3 separate regions of the Sus scrofa genome follow, and all the other regions are linked to region 1. A link is a contact called in public Hi-C and HiChIP or PLAC-seq data. All regions are on one chromosome and are shown on one strand. The core of a region is the stretch at or near the end of the contact, and the rest is flanking DNA. Distances in the headings are between cores, read along the strand shown.

What was found. Hi-C and Micro-C count contacts between places; a contact is called where the count stands out from the background. HiChIP or PLAC-seq counts read pairs in DNA pulled down with a chosen protein or histone mark.
Region 2: a contact with region 1 is called in an H3K27ac HiChIP or PLAC-seq map of skeletal muscle, with 3 times the contacts expected there. The contact joins two enhancer-like sites. A contact is called at or near these places in 2 of 5 promoter capture datasets (fetal liver and liver), 2 of 47 Hi-C or Micro-C datasets (embryonic fibroblasts and liver) and 1 of 2 datasets of contacts at active chromatin or transcription factors (skeletal muscle).
Region 3: a Hi-C map of brain shows a contact between it and region 1, with 5 times the contacts expected there. The contact joins two enhancer-like sites. A contact is called at or near these places in 2 of 47 Hi-C or Micro-C datasets (brain and heart right ventricle) and 1 of 2 datasets of contacts at active chromatin or transcription factors (skeletal muscle).

Annotation. Positions count from the first base shown.
Region 1 is chr11:52,005,713-52,009,304 of Sscrofa11.1, forward strand. No RefSeq gene overlaps it. Among named protein-coding and RNA genes, the nearest start is that of SPRY2, 150 kb to the right of the region's middle. Within about 2 kb of position 2,034, at least 45 of the 83 cell types and tissues checked have an H3K27ac peak or open chromatin away from gene starts, as enhancers often do. A contact at or near this core is called in brain, fetal liver, liver and 1 more, where this site is marked.
Region 2 is chr11:52,172,796-52,176,125 of Sscrofa11.1, forward strand. No RefSeq gene overlaps it. Among named protein-coding and RNA genes, the nearest start is that of SPRY2, 16 kb to the left of the region's middle. Within about 2 kb of position 1,381, at least 67 of the 83 cell types and tissues checked have an H3K27ac peak or open chromatin away from gene starts, as enhancers often do. A contact at or near this core is called in fetal liver, liver and skeletal muscle, where this site is marked.
Region 3 is chr11:51,788,157-51,791,810 of Sscrofa11.1, forward strand. No RefSeq gene overlaps it. Among named protein-coding and RNA genes, the nearest start is that of NDFIP2, 300 kb to the left of the region's middle. Within about 2 kb of position 1,510, at least 11 of the 83 cell types and tissues checked have an H3K27ac peak or open chromatin away from gene starts, as enhancers often do. A contact at or near this core is called in brain, where this site is marked.

The DNA of each region.
Region 1 (3,592 bases), core at 784-3,283:
GACATATTAGTATTTCTTCAAATCCACAGTCCAAATTTTGGGTATCTTGCAGACTTTCCTAGATATTTAAAAGAAAATCTGGAAAGGAGACACAACCGTAAGATTTAGTACTTCGCAAATACAATATGCCTGAGTATTTCGGATTTGCTTTCTCAGGAAGTTCTGACTGAATAACTAGATGTATGGAAGGCTATTAACATTCAGCTTGGATTCTGCAAAGAGAAACAGCATTCAAAATTTCCTTCTCAATTATCTTTCTCCATTACGTCTATTCTGAGGCAAGAGAAAAAATCTAGGTAGGCTGGATTTTATTCTAGAAAGAGACTCTTTTCTGTTCTTCAGTGTGAGTCTCAGAGGGATCACAACTAAAGGCAATTTAGAGGAATCCTGTTTGGAAAGAGCTGAATCCCAGGCTTTGGGAACAGGGAGCTTCTGCCCCCATGGACAGAGCTACTGCAGGATTTTAACCCTTTGTGAGCATTGTTCTGGGAAGAGGGAAAGGACATGCCTTACACAAGAAGGCGTGTTGCCGATTTGAAGTGAATTCAGTGCCATCTTTCTCTGCAAACACTCACAGCATAACTTTAATTCCAGATTAAACCAGAGAAAGGCAGAGGCATTGTTGGTGAGACACAGTGGAGTTACTGTTCAGAATGTCTCATGGCTCCGAGGCTGATTCGGAGGAAAATGGGTCCAGCTTCTGGACCCAGAAAAGATAATGATCATCCAAAAGTAGTTCCAGATTGTGCCCCATAAACAAAATGCATCTAAATGCAGGTACTGTGAGAAGTGGAGGTGGGGAGGGGGCTAATGGCAAAGTTACGCCTCCACTTTTTAATTCCTCTTGACATCTGAAGGTGGTTGGTCAATGAGGGCTCGTGCATTTGGAAAGGGCGTTAGCGGGTTAAGTACATTAGAAGGCTCCAGGATCAGGACTGATTCTCTTCTAGTTCTGTGGAAAATTCAATTGCCAGAATGTGCATTTTAAAGGCAAAAGTTAATGAGTTAACCATGAGAATAATAGCAGAGAATTTTTCCCTTCCATTTTTATTAAAAACAGATCAAGTATAATTTTTAATAAATAAATACGCCTTCCATTTTTATTAAAAACAGATCAAGTATAATTTTTAATAAATAAATATGCCTCAAAAATAGAGCCAATATGGCTTTTAGCGTGAACTTAGACTTACTTCCAAACTGCCCTATGTTCATTAAAGTTGCAAAAAATAAGCCTTTGGCAGCTTTAAGATTAGGTATAGGAAAAGATCAAATAACAAGACAGACCATCATTATGCTAAAATGTTGGCTGAAAATAGTAAGAAGCAAAATTCTACATATGGTTAAGGTCTTAACAATCTATTTTTAAAGATGCTGGAAGGAAATATACAAAGTGTTCATGATGGTTGCCTTCAAGTGGTGGGATGATGGTTGAACTTTTCAGCCTTATATTCCTACTTCTATATGTCGTATCATCTACATGTTTTATTTTTACAATCCGGAGAGGGGGGGAAGAAAACAAACCTTCAATGATATCATCATATAGCAATATCAGAATGCCTACTTCTGTTTTGGTAGAGGTGACATTCACATCGCAAGGTTCTGGCCACCATTCTCTTTCCTCTTACATGCTAAATTCATCAAATCATGCCAAGGAATGTCTTATTCCTCATTAATCCCAATGAGAATTTTAGTTTGAAACAAGGAGTTCTGATTTTTCTTTTTCTCCATCCTAACACAGCATTTGTGCTTTTTCTAGACTCCAAATGAGATGCCTTCAACAAACCAATTTCCGAGGCGGTAGAACAACAGCCTCCATAGAGCCCCAAGCCAGCAGCGTCGCTGTTACTTTAAGAGTAGCATGCCGCCTCCCCCTCACACCCACATACTGGTCCTCTCTTTGCACAGCAAGTGCCAAGCGGTGACATCTACTATAGTTTCTAGGACACGATGGTCTCTGCTATACAGGGGGAAAAGGGAGAGAAAGAAGGCGGGTGGTGAGGGAGAGGGAGCACAAATCCAGCTATGTTCCCAGAGGATGAGTCACTTCCTCGCAATAATCCTGAGATGCTGTTTATGGCTGTGCTGCTGATAGGCAGCCCAGCTCGGTTTCTCAGCAGAGCTGCGGGCTGCAGCCTCCCCCCTGGCTGTCCATTAATCACGAGGGGCTGTTACCAGTGTACACAGAGTGGGAGTTCTGCCTCCGAGTGGCCTCTAGGCTGTCTCCAGCTCAATGAAATGACCCTGTGTGAAAACTTGTTTTATGAGAGATTGGTTTATTTGTAACTAAACTACTTCCTCCGTTATTTGATAAGCTCAAATATTTGCTACTGATAGTCTGAGAGTGTCACATTTATTATCCTCTTTCAGGGGTTGCTTAACTCCTTTGGAACGGACTCCATTAACCCTTGGAGGGGCTGCCGTTGCTTTTAATGGGACCAGCTTCTATTTTCTTTCCAGCGAAGCCAGTGCCATTTTTGAGGCAATCAGCCCGGCTCAGCTATGACATGGGGATCAAAGAGAGGCCTTTCTTTTCCAAAGCAGAATGTAGACAACTGTAGAAAGTGGGGGGGGGGGGGGTCTAGCCAACTCTCTGGGAGAGGGGGTTCTGAAGCCACCACGAAAAGGGAGGAACGCTCTTCCAACCCACTAAGCCTGGACGTGCTCTGCGGATGAGTGTTTCTGAAATCGTGGATTTTCAATATGTCACGATGACCTTCTGCTGTTCCTCAGACCCCCCAGATATCGTGCGGGCAGGCCACGCTGTCTGAAATCCTCTCGCATCCTGCAGTTTGAAACTTGGCCTTTTGGAGTCTGAGCTCATTTGCATTTGGCAGAACTTGATTTCCTGCTTCTACAGAAGGGGGGCGGTGGTGAAAGCCTTTACAGTGCTCTCTCAAAGGGCTCAAAGGGCTTTCGGAACATATTAAACTATGTTTCCAAGAGTTAAATGAACCAGAATGAGGCAGATTTCATTTGCAATGAAAAAGAAATACAGGCTTTGTTACATGCAACACACTTGAAAAACCTAAATGGAAATCTCTCTCCTGACAAACCCACGTTGGGGCTGTTTTTCAGTTTTCTTGCTCTCTGATCGGCTACACAGAGCCCTCAGTGAAGGGAGAAGAGGCTAAGGAAATAACCACTTATGTGTGGCAAAATGTTCCAGCCTTGCAGAGATTTTCCCAAAATCATTAGACCCACCAAAACGCTTTCCATTGGCCGGGCCCACACCTTCCTCATCAGATTTTCCACATTTCTGCGGACTCCAAGTCCTGTCCATCTGCCTTTCCTCAGAGAGCCAGTCATTGGTAGCCAAAAATGTAACCGAGTTTACTCTCATAAACCAGAGATCGCCTCGACTGTCAACCAGAAAAGAAAAAGAGGTTTTCTTAATTCGTTTTTAGAAGGTCAGAACGCGCACCTCTATGCATACCCACCCCCTCCAAAAAGAAGCTGAATTTCATGCAGCTACTTTCTGAGGGTGTGGAGAGGTGAACCTGAAGAGAGCCAGCCAAATCTGCTCCTCCGGAATGGTGACTGGCCACGAGGGCAAAGGTTAATTGCATGTATTCCACCTCTGGTCACTTTTGGG
Region 2 (3,330 bases), core at 131-2,630, 170 kb after region 1:
ATTATTTTCTATACTCTAATGTATAAAATTGTGCCTTAAGAAATTCAATGTGATACTTTTAATTTCTTAATTTAAAAAACCAGACTACAATTGTATTGTTTTAACAAGAGAATAAACATTTGTAATACTTATCTATATAGTTAAATTAGGCCAGAAATTGACATTTGTGCAATTTCTCCCCCTTGGAAGCAGCAGGTATATAAAATTATTATACATTGTGTTTACGCTGCATATACATAAAATTGACGAGAGACCTGAAAGTAAAGCAAGCTCTTTGGAACCTAGACTGGATTGCCAAGCTGAGTACCCCTGCAAAACAAACTCTCTTTGTCTGAACCTGTGAAAGGTACCAAAAGAGAGTGAGAACCAGTTTTACTTTTTTTTTTTAACTTTTTTTCTGTTTTTGTAGGAGAACCAGCAGTGGAAGAAAAGATCACTTCCTCTGTCGACCCTTTATGGGTTTCGGATTCTGTAAACTCTGCCATGTAACTTGATCCCAACGCTAATGAAATCCTGTTAGACTCTCCCTGCCCTCCTTCCCGCTTCCATCTTTCGGAGGGTCTCACCTTTTAAAACCTCGCTTTGGATTTGCAGACCTGTGTAATCCTCCTGCCATTGTTTGGCTTTTTACCCGGGCACTTTTCACCTACATCCTCTCTGCCCTCATTTGGCAGTCGGTTGGGCTTCTTCCTGCCTTGAATACCGCATTCCCGAGTTATTCAAGCTCAGTCATTAGCACCCTGTCCCCCTACGAAAATTATGAATGAAAAGCCTTGTTGTTCTTTACAAATAACTCAGGCTTCCTCAGTCAGTCAAATGCGAATGGAAGTGACTGCCGGACAAAGGGGCGGGATGATGGACAGTCCTCACAGCGAGTCATCAATGCGCACAGGAAGTTTTTCAAGCCACAGTCTAGGTGGAGAGGGCTGGGCGTTCCCGGAGGACGTGCCTACAGAAGGGGCGGCGGGGGGTGGGGTGCGTGCTCTTTGTGTGCGTTGGGATCTTACCGAAAAAACAAACGCGAGCACCAGAGAGAGCAATGCAGGCAGCCCCTCTTGCCCACGCCAGAACTTAAAACTCCGTCCGTGGAGACATCCACCTTGCAGGCACTCTGGTTGGCGCTGACACACACAGACAAAAGCGAAGGCACCGACCCTTTACTGGGTTTTGAATGCTGAACGGGGCCAAGAGTGGGTTACGGACTGGGAGCTGCAGGGCGTCCCGCTGGGAAGTTGCATTGTCCTGGGCCCCTTTTTCACAACAGGGGAAAAGGTAATTGACAGCCCGATTGTTTGGTCGGGACCCCTGCTGTTTTAAAATCCTGGAAGGCCCCAGTCACACGTTGTCAATAATAGCCGTTGGAGGTGCGGAGTGAAGGACTGTTCAGGAAACAGTTTGAGCCCTTCAAGTGGACAGGCCTCAGTGACTTTTCTTGCACTCTGGCTGCCACAAGCAGCTCATTCAAAAATAACCTTCAAGTAATAAATCAAACTTGTTTCCTGAACTATACAAGGAACAGCTGGTTATTTTTCCTCACTTTTTTTTTTTTTTTTTTCAAAGAAAGGGGGAAAAAAAAGAGAGGAGATTTTTTACTACAGGAAATCAAGCATGTCAAAATTTGGCAAAGCAATTTGGATGATTTAGCAGCTAAACACTTCTCTTTTTAATGTTATGCTTTCATCGGTCTTTTGATTTCAGCTTTTCATTTTTGCATTCTGTTTGCTGCAGTGACTGTCCCTTGTCTGTGCTCTCCTCCCCTTTGAAAGGAAAACGGGTTTAGTGGCGTGTCATTAGAAGAGCTTTGGTGTAATTTCTCATGTCTTGGTGCAGGGGCTCAGCTTATTACACAGCTAAAGTGTGTTCTCTTCCACAGAGAGAGTTTAGATTTAGACCTATAGCTCCATGTATCTGCTCCTCGTGAGAGCTATATATTTTGGCATTCTGATGACAAGGCAGTTTTTCTTCAGTCTGCTGATTTAGGAACCCCAAGCTAGTGCATGTGTCATAACTGAAGTAGTCTGGTATTTTAAAGAAGTTTATTTTGGGCTTTTGGGTTTTTTTTTAAATGCCTTTTTTTGCGCCTGTCTTTGTGTTCTCTTTGTGTGTGTCTTTTCCTCCTTGAATATTCTGGAAAAATCTGCCAACCTCTGATTGACCTTACCAATAATTAAAAATATAAGTATAAATAAATAACACAAAACAATTCCCTTCTATGATGATGGCTGTTGATTTTTATAGATGCTTGGTATTTCAAACAGAAATCCATTCTAAATGAAAATTGTTTTGCGATCTCTCAGTGTGTACCTTAGAGATTAGCTTTTCACAACTTGTGGACACTTAGAATTTTAAAAAATCTGTATTTGAAGGTCTGTCAGATTTTAATGAAGGTCTCTTTCAATCAATTTAAGTATAATTAAACAGTAATGTTAAGATTAGATATTAAGATTAGGTAAAACATCTTTTTTGTTACAGGATATTTTGACGACTCTATAGTCAATGAAAAAAGATGTTGATTATAATTTAGCATTATATGAGAAGTTATAAATTATGCTTTGGGATTTTAGTTGTATATGTACAATAAATTTATTTTTCTCCTTTATTTTGTTGACAAGATTATTCATTTGTAATAAAGCACTTGTAATGAAAGGTATGTTTATAGGAGGATAATAATGAAATTTAATTTATAGTAGAATTAGATCACTGTGGGCTTCTTTTCTATTTCTGTTCTTTTCTTTTCCTATTTCTTTTCCTTTGTAGTTGCAGTAAATGACAATGCCATAATAGCACAAAGAAACCCATCTTCGTGCTACACGATTAAACTTACACACTTTGTACATATACAGATATCTCCCCTGATACAAGTGTGAGTTCAGCAGTGGGTGTGGTTTCTATAGAAATGTTTCTTCCATATATGGCTGATATTCATACTGAACCTGTTTTTGATGTAACATTTCTTTACTTTCAGCATTAAAGCTTCGAACATGTGATACGTGACTGGATGGAGTTCCTGGAGAGCTGTATTAACATGTTTCAGAGTTGAATTCTGAGGTTAGTGCCATGTCAGAAAACAGGGTCCCTCAAGAATGTGCATAGTAATTATTTGTATAGTTCATAGCTATTGTAGCATATCCTTCGTAAGTGAATGATAAATATTGTATTTAAAACAACATAAGAGCCTCAATTCTGTAGAGGACTACGTTGCAGCCTTTTGTTGTGCTCTGAGATGCTCAGGAATTGATGTGTTAAGCGGACTTTGAACCTTCTGGTGTCCTCCGGCAGCCTCAGAACTCCTCCCCTTGGCCCTGTGGACTCTGGCCACAGTAGGGGCGA
Region 3 (3,654 bases), core at 260-2,759, 220 kb before region 1:
ACAATTTGCTTCTAAATATTTTCTCCTAGACACTGAAAAAAGCTGAAAGCTTCATCTTGCTGTTCCCTCAGTAACTCCCCCGTGTTGTCAGTGAGAATGGCCCTGAATTCTGTTTTGGCTGCTGGTCCCCCATCCCTGGTCTTTAGCATTCACCATCCTTCACAGAGGAAGCATGAGAAAAAACGTGGCGTATTGTGAAAAGTTGTGTTTCATTCATCATGTTCTACCTTGGTGCATAAAGAAATTTGACCCGTAAACATCATGCAAAACAACTGAGGGTCTTTATATATGTTTCACACAAAATATTTCTGGGAGTTGAATTTGTTGGGCTAATGAAAGAGAGTTGTCAGTGATTTCTTTAAAAAGTCTATGCTGTGTAATTCTTTCGGTGTTAATGCCTGGCAACAGTTTTGGAGAGGGAGAATGAAATCTGGCTTGGCTGGAATTTACAGATTGCAAGCACAGTCTGAGAAAGGGCTATTCCCATGTTCTCCAGCTCAAAAAGACAGTCACGTGACTCTGTCCCCACCAAGCCAGGATGCTGAGAGCCACGAGAGAGGGAGCCAGGAAAAACATTCCCCCTCTTTATTTCTTTTGGACTCAATTTGTCCTGAAACATCTAGGGACAAAAACGACTTTTGATGTTTGAGTAGCAGTATGTGAACAACACGCTGCTCAATGCTTTTCTCTAAACCATGAGCTACACGTTCTTTCTTGGACCCTTATTCAAGAGGTCAAGTCCAACGCACAACTCGTGTTGCTAGATTCCCCACACGCCAGTTCTTTTTCAAAAATGTTTGCTTTAAAAAAAAAAACAAAAACAACCAAACCCAGAACGTTTTAATGAATCTTCTCTGGAAATGTATTCGGGAGTGGGGTGGGGTGTATGGCAAAGGAGGCGTCCTTGCATCTACAGTGAGTGCTAACTACATCCTGGATCAAATGTGTGGTTTTGAAAAAGAACTTGTTTGTCGTCAGTGGCTCATAGAGGCATCTTTTTGGAATATACATACTAAACATGATGACAATGTTTAGCTAGGCTGTCTGAGTCAGCTTCGGATCATGGCTCAAGGTCATTTCAAGGTCAATCTCGGATTCTCCCATTCCAGCCATTCTCTGTAAATCTATTCTGTATTTAAAGCAAAAGTGGGTTTTTCCTTGTTGGGTATTACTGACGCATAGAGAAAATAACTAATGATAATAACTACTGTATTCTAGGCACAGCACCAAACACTCTTCTTGCTTAATCTTCCTTAACTGTGAACAAAGACAAAGGGTCATGCTGTCCTGATGTGCTGCCCGGGATGCTCAGCTGGGGGCAACATTTGGATACAGGTGTACACCGGGGTCACGGGAGGAAAATGTTGGGAGTCGAAGCTGGAAGGGTAAGTGAGCTGACCATTAAGAGATACCCGTGACCCATGCTAATTACCCCCACCCATAGGGATCACTTTCTCCCGCTTTCTTCTCTTTTCTTTGGTCCTTATCTACTCATATTTCATGTCTTTAGTTCTCATTCTCTCCTCTGCCAGGGACTGTGAGCCGTCAACTTCCCCGACTCCCTCAGGCTCTGTATCACTGTCTGTGTGTTCTGATTGCTTGGCCACCCCCTTCTGGTCAGCCTGTCTGCTGAGAACTGTGTCAGTGCAGCTGAACTACCCACGGTATTGTTTTCTCCTGCTTGGGGAAGATATTTGGGTAGAACGTCATTCTGTTCTCTGAAACGTCCTAGCATGCCACATGCCTCGATAAACTCTTCCCTTCAGTCGCATTTTGAGTGGGAGGGTGGAGTCCTACTACACGCACATTGTTCACTGTAGCCCCCAGGACAATGGAGAAAGGCCCACTATGGGGAAAAGATGCTAAAGGATTACAGATGAAAGCAAGAGGCAAGAAACACTCAGCTCCATTTTTTTTTTTTATTTTTTTTTCTTTTTATGGCCACACCTGTGGCACATGGACATTCCTGGGTGAGAGGTTGATTGGAGCTGCAGGCGAGGCCGATGCCACAGTCACAGCAACACCTGACCCCAGCTGCATCTGTGATCCTTGCAGCAGCTTGCAGCAATGCTGGACCTTTAATCCACTGAGTGAGGCCAGGGATGCAACCTGCACCCTCATAGAGACAATGCTGGGTCCTTAACCCGCTGAGCCACAAGAGGAACTCGTAATTTTTTTTTTTTTCTTTTAAATCTGGGAGATGTTCTAAGGCTGAGAATCACAGGTATTAAGGTTAAAAGAGAACAGAGGCTCAAGAAAGTTGAGCTAATTAAAAGAGTGATAGGCTAAATATTTACCTTGTTCTATTAGTGCTGAGGGTAGCCAAGGAAACATGGTCTCTGAACCCCTGTCAGTAAGCTGCCAGGGTAGCTGGACTGTCGGTAAGCATGTCATGTGGAACTATAAAGATGGAACACATGTAAATGCTGAGGCTAGGGAGCTGTGACCTTGACTCCTGCTCCTGACAAAGTGACAGCTCTGGATCCTGAGGATGTGGTTGTGATGATTTCCAAAGCAGTTGTGATCGCTAAAAGCCGCATTTGCTTTCACTAAGGTTCACAAAGAATCCATGTGAAACCACCTGCATTTTTTATTCTGGAAAGCCTTACGTGGGTTCATCAGGAAAGTCATCAACAGTCTGTATTTTTGCTTGTCATTTGACAAAAATCTCAGTGTGAGATCAGGAGTACAAGCTCAGTCTTTGGGAGCTAAGTGGAAATCCCTATGCCACAGCTGTCTGAGCGAGCACCTTGACTGCTCTGCGACCTAGTTTCTCTATGTGAAAAATGGGAATAAAGCCATGGCCAATTTCATAGAGTTATTATAAAGACTAAGTGAGCGAATACATGCAAACCTCTTAGAAAAATACCCAGTGCCAAAAGACTCAGTACGTGTTAGCTGTTATCATCGTCATAATGTGAATGTTCTCTCTGTACATGACCTGAAGAAACGGGGATGTTACCACGCATCCCAGAGTTCTAGCTCCTGGACAGGGATGGGCCGAAAGGGTGGTGTTTGTTTCATGGATAGTCAACTTCATGTGGATAACCAGCTTCCGGTTCGTAAACCTGACCCTGAGCTGGACAACATTTTCCCTAGTGATTTGCATTGTGATATGAAAAGAGAAGTTGTTCTCAAATTTCCAGGTGAAGCAAAGTGGAAGCAGAGTAACTATGTTGAATACTAGAGGTAGATTTTTTTTTTTTAATGGAAAAATTGAAAAAATGGCCCAAGAGTCATAAAATGCAGTGTAATAATTCTAAATGCAAAGCTTATGCTCAGGTTCTAAAAATTAGCTGTGCTATTCTAGAATAGAAGATCTCTGACTCAGAGGGAATTCTTACAGAAAATAGAAATAAACCATTTTATGCGTCACTGTAGAGTAAGGATGTTGGAGGGGGAATGCGATCTTAGGCTAGTTAAAATAACAAAGGAGTCATCCTTGCACCATGCTCTGAGCTGGTCAAATCCTTGGGAACATCGTACTTGGTTCCTGGTCAGAAGGGATCAGAAGGGAAGAATGAAGGGGAGGTGGAGGCCAAGACACTTAATCAATGGTTGAAGGAATTTGGGATATTTGGCCTAGAAAAGAGTAGTGATCAAAATGTTAAGGCATGTATTGTTAAATACCTGAACCTACTTGATGGGGACTTG